Regions from separate parts of the Mus musculus genome. Here region 1 is linked to region 2. A link is a contact called in public Hi-C data. All regions are on one chromosome and are shown on one strand. Each heading gives the region's core, a stretch centred on a gene start, on an enhancer-like site or on the middle of the called end of the contact. The rest is flanking DNA. Distances are from core to core; before and after follow the strand shown. Region 1 overlaps Gm20755 (predicted gene, 20755). Region 2 has its middle 12 kb from the start of Gm36620.

Evidence for each region. A called contact is a pair of places that touch in the nucleus more often than the background predicts.
Region 1: a Hi-C map of uterus shows a contact between it and region 2, with 4 times the contacts expected there. The contact joins two enhancer-like sites. A contact is called at or near these places in 10 of 39 promoter capture datasets (the 3T3-L1 cell line, the C10 cell line, the HPC-7 cell line and 7 more), 1 of 15 datasets of contacts at CTCF or cohesin (the NIH/3T3 cell line), 3 of 484 Hi-C or Micro-C datasets (nephron progenitors and uterus), 2 of 115 datasets of contacts at active chromatin or transcription factors (kidney and large pre-B cells) and 3 of 9 other capture datasets (adipose tissue, liver and pancreatic islet).

What each region holds. Positions count from the first base shown.
Region 1 is chr3:37,935,017-37,937,716 of GRCm38.p6, reverse strand. It overlaps Gm20755 (predicted gene, 20755), which reads right to left. Exons shown (of 4, transcript NR_040559.1): 2 at 2,273-2,361. Among named protein-coding and RNA genes, the nearest start is that of Gm20755, 38 kb to the right of the region's middle. Within about 2 kb of position 1,341, at least 54 of the 459 cell types and tissues checked have an H3K27ac peak or open chromatin away from gene starts, as enhancers often do. A contact at or near this core is called in uterus, where this site is marked.
Region 2 is chr3:37,711,200-37,713,899 of GRCm38.p6, reverse strand. No RefSeq gene overlaps it. Among named protein-coding and RNA genes, the nearest start is that of Gm36620, 12 kb to the left of the region's middle. Within about 2 kb of position 1,254, at least 51 of the 459 cell types and tissues checked have an H3K27ac peak or open chromatin away from gene starts, as enhancers often do. A contact at or near this core is called in uterus, where this site is marked.

The sequences.
Region 1 (2,700 bases), core at 92-2,591, 220 kb before region 2:
TTGAGGAATAATGTTGTTATGTCTTAATAAAGATTACTGGTGTCTGAGGCAAGACCAATGTGCGGTGAACTTCTGGCTTTGCAGGCTCTGTGGAGAGGATGCAGGGGTGTGTCGCTTCGTTTGTTTGCTTGTTTTTGCTTCATGCTGTGCTGACTCTTGGCTTCTCCTTAGCTGAGTTTCCCAGTCTCCCTGAGCTTCCCATCCCCTCCCCCCTCGGAATGCATTAACTCCTAGGATGCAGATGCTAACTTTGTTAGGCATCTTCGATCAGCGCTTGACTTTTACATTAGAGTTTGAATTCTACCTCATCAGAGCTTGGCTATGACTTGAGACAATAGGTTATCCATACTCCAGCAGAAAGACTTGACAAGGAACACACAAGCACACACACACACACACACACACACACACACACACACACAAACATACAATAGATGGCGTGTGTGGCAGCTCAAGCTCTTTATCCAGTGCATTAAGATGACTTAGGAAGTTGGGGGTGGGGGGAATTCCATCCCTCATATAGACATGCAATAATAGTCTAATAATCTAATCTAACAAGTTTGACCCCCAGTAGGAAATAGTCAAAAAAGGACTTTCATGGAAACTGTGAAAAGATAAAGAAACAGTATGGTGGCCAGGAGAGTACACTTAGGAGTCAGTCCCTACTCAGCCACTCATCAGACATGTGACCTTGGGCAAATTCTGTGATGTTACCCTGCCTAGAAGTTCGCTTTAAGAAGGGGGATGCTACTGACAGAAACTGCCAGGCATCGGTCTCATAAGGATTAAAGGGATTATTAGCTCATCAGCAGTCCTTAGAATGGTGCCTAGTATTCAATAACCCGGAGAGAGGCTAGAGAGATGGCTCAGTGGTTAAGAATCCTTCCGGATCTCGAAGGGGACCTGATTTCAGTTGCCATGACTCATGTCAAGCATCTCACAGCCACCTGTAATTCCAGCTTCAGGGAAACTGACATGAGCTTCTGGGCTCCACTGGGCACCTACACTCATGGGCATGTACCTCCCAACCCCCTCCACATGTGTGATTTGAAATAAAACAAAATAAAATAAACAGCTGGATATTAATGCTGTTGAGTGGTCACTAAATACAGCCTGCAAAATCCCCGGCTCCAAATTCTTGCGTTAGATCCTTGACTTGAGGCTATTAACATTTAACCAGAGGATCGTAAATAAACTGAACTATGGTTAAACCCATCCTGTTAATGTGTCTGTTCCTGAGAAAATACAAACGCACATAAAAATGGAATGTCTTGGACCGTGTCTGGGAGGGAGGGATGAGCAATGAAAAGACGAGATGATTTGCTAAGGCTGCCGAGGCCGGACACAAACGTTTCTGGGCTCATCCTTGGTCCATGCCAGCACAGCTCTTAAAGCACAGGACTGAAATGACCTGCCTCCCACAGAGGAAGTGATTTTAGGGTCCAGGTTTCTGAGCATACTTTGGCATTCACGTCCTGGCTCCTGTTCTGATTCTTCTTCCTTCGTAATTACATGCCCGCTGTCAGCGCACCCAGCAATGATCCTTAATTACCTCCTCTTAATTACATACCTGCCGCCAAGGTGTGCCAGTTCCCCTTTGCCGTCCTCAGTCAGTTGGTCGATATTAGCCAGAAAGACGCACAGCAGCCCCAGGAAGGCTCCCTAGGAGCCTGTGGGTAGGAGGACAAGCTGGGGGATGTGTGTGTTTAATTGTCTTTCTTTTCTGGTTTTACTTTAAATGCTAGAACTTTCTCAGCCATGTTACAATGTGGTTTTGTTTTTGTTTTATGACTCGTCTGACTTTTTAAAAGATAACACAGGCAAAAGCCTCAGGGTACTTTCTAGATGTCCGATGCGTATTTGTTTATAGCATTCCAAAATATCATACATAGAGTTAGGTATTTCCACTGACTTTCTAACATCTTCCTCTTTTTATTGGCTGGAGATCAACTATAAAAGTCAGCACACACCAAAATACAGAGCTTCCTTTTAAATACAGAGAGAGAGAGAGAGAGAGGGAGAGAGAGAGAGAGAGAGAGAGAGAGAGAGAGAGAGAGAGAGAGAGAGAGAGAGAGAGAGAGAACTACAATTGTGACGTGCATTGTAATCTAAATGAAATTCCACCCCAGCAGCTGTTCTCCCAGAACAGACTTGTCCCTGATGACGCCCAGGTCTCAGGCCCAGAGCTGAACAGGAAGCTGGCTTAAGAATGGATGCACCTTTGAAAGTGGCAACCTGCCAATTGGAAGACAAACGTCCCCTTTCAACTGACCTCCGGTTGTGACAGTGTGCATACTTGGGGTACATTGACTATTCAGGGTATTGGAGAGGGTGGTTTCTGCCATCTGCTGAATTCTGCCTCTAGATAGGGAAGGAAAAAAGTATAAGAAATTAAATCACTGTAGGAAATATTAAAAAGTCGGGCTTTTTAAAACACATCGTTATGAAAACAAAACCTCCCTGAGACCCTGCTCTCTGGGTTGTGTGCATGTTTTTAGCTGTGTTTTCCTTTCAGTAACTTTCATTGCCTCTTGTGTTTCCATTACCAGTGGGCTTCCTAACATCTGTTTTCCATTTTTATTTCATTTCCACTTGTGACCTTTGGCCTAATCTTTGTGTTTGGAAAAACACAGGAATTAAAGTTGACATTATCTCCTCTGCTCTCTCCAAGCTGCAAGCACACGGCTTTAACCTTGTGTC
Region 2 (2,700 bases), core at 5-2,504:
TAAGACATATTTTCAAATTTTCATTCATTTATATTCATTTATTTTTCCATACATTATATCTTATCCTTTATCTCATGTATTTACTTTCTCTGAGTCATATCTTATTTCAAAAACAAACAGAATAATATTTTTTAATCAGAACTTTGAGTATAATTCCCATCATTGGCTTACAGCTGTGCCAGAAGTAGAGAAATTGAATGAAGTGAGCCAGGGCGACGACTTGGTGGTTAATAGTACTTATTTCTCTACATATGCAGGTGCAGGTGTGTGTATGAACGATAGTGTGTGCACATGTGTGGGGAGCCCATGGCACAACTGTGGGTATCATTTCCTGGGAGTCAACCACCTTGATTTTTTTTTTGAGTCTATGTCTCTCATTGGACTAGAGCTCGCCAAGTAGGCTACACTAGATGGCCAGAGAGATCAGAGATCAGCCTGATTCTGCCCCCTCAGCCCTGGGATTACGAGTGTGTGTCACCCTGCCCAAGCTTTGCATGTGGACCTCGGGGATGAAAGTGAGGCCAAGCATTTTCCAGGTTAAGCAAACTCTCGGGCCCCTGTAGTGCTTTTTATAGTCAGGGTGGTACGTTTTCTAAAAAATAAAATTATGTTTGTACCAAATTTCCACATAGTTTGCCTCTATAAAACTCTGCACCATCTCATAGGCTCATTCAAAATCAGAATGCTGCTTTAGGAGTGGGAATGTGTTAACAGGGGTTTGGGGTCATCTCTCATATTCAGTATGTCCCTTCTCCTTCCACCCACTGAGCAGCCATGGAACAGGCTTTCTTCCCTACCCTAATGAATGTTCTTACAACTTCAGCCAGGTCCTGCTAGATGCTGGCGTGCAGAAGCGAAGGTGATTCACTCACGATCCGGCACAATCCTCTCTTCTCAAACTTTTCTTTCTCCCTCTCTCAGAATTATTTGCACACATAAACATACATAAGACTTTGTTCTCCTGGAACCTAATTGTGATTCCCACCATCAAAGACTCCCTAATACCTCCCAGAGATGCAACTGAAGAAGACATCCACCCAGATGCAGGGAAAGGGAGAGAGCCAGATATCCTGTTCTGGTTCAACCGAAGAGGTAACATGCACAGAACGTGAGCCCTGGAATGCTAAGGCTCGCGTCTGTTAAGGATCAGCAACTCCTTCATCTTTGCCAGCGAGCCTGGCTGAGTGCCTGGCTTAGGATCGAAAGCTTAGCAGCAGAGCTCATTCTCCTGGCCCGGCCGTGGACTCTTACTCACCAGGCAAAGCCTCACACGATAACAGACTCTCTCTTCCTGAGGGCCTTGAAGGAGTATCACTCTCATCAGTTTCCCTCCTTGGGGTTATATCCTCCTTTCTAGGCAAGAGAAGTTTACACTTTTAAAAGTGCATTTTTCTTAATATTGACCCTCCCTCGTGGAGTTTTATTTAACATTACCATGTCTTATGGATTTAATTTCCACTCATACAAAAACCAGGCCTGGCTCATTGGAAAGGAGACTAGCAAAAGTGTGTCTCCTTGCAGCAGGCTCACCCAGGCTGGTGGGGAGTAGGGATTAGCCCTCCACATCCTCTGATTCCCCCAGGGCCCTGGCACTGATGAGGCCTGTGCCAGTGAACACCAAGGCTTTCTAAAGCACACGTGGTTCCACTCTGCTTCATAGAGTTTAGTTAGTTGTCCGTGGGTTTTCCTTACCCCTCTGATACAATGAAGCCTGAAGACACTGAACCACTTTCAAGTCTCCTTAGCCCAAGACCACTGTGTGTAGCACACAGGGATCACATGACCACAAAGAGCAGCAGTCAGTGGAGAGACAGCCAGGAACAGAAAAGGACAGACTCAGAGTAAACAGTGCCTCAGCGCATGCGATGTATCAAAGGCATGCCTGCCATGCAGACACACATATAGCCTGTGAGAAGACCCCATGGGTTCCCCGAGTTAGCTAGGTCAAAGTACAAATTGTCACCTATAGGAGACTCATTTTGAAGAAGTCAACTGGTGATTCTATGCCCCCTCACCCCCACCCCTCCACCCCCTGCACCACTTGAGACACACAGTCCTCTTCTGGGTTCCTGTTTCTTACAGGCTCCTGTGTGCAGTTCCTGGCAGATTGCTTTCCACTGGAGCTGACAGCTAACAAACTATATGCGAGGGTGGTAGAGAAGAAAAGACGCTGGGATGCTTTGTCCTGATTGTCAACTTGATGGGACTTAGAGTCAACCCAGAGATGATCCTCTGAGCATCTCCATAGGGATTTTCTGAATCAGGTTAACCGATGTGAAAAAAGCCACCAAAATATGGATGACACTATTCCACGGTGTGACTAGAGTCTCTTGCTCCTGCCACCACAGTGACCTCTCCAACTATGAGTCGGATAGGATAGCCCATCCTTCCTTAAATTGCCTCCATCGGGCCTCTTGTTGCAAGAACACAGAAAGAACTCTAATGAGCACATTTCCTTAGGTCTTTGTTGCTTCATATCTTCCTAATGTCTCCTCATGACTAAACAAAGAAAGGTTGTTATTTAAATGATCAAGAAACTGTGGAACCCTGTTAGGTTGTGTGGCTGATTTTCTTCTTCTTCTTCTTCTTCTTCTTCTTCTTCTTCTTCTTCTTCTTCTTCTTCTTCTTCTTCTTCTTCTTCTTCTTCTTCTTCTTCTTCTTCTTCTTCTTCTTCCTCTTCCTCTTCCTCTTCCTCTTCCT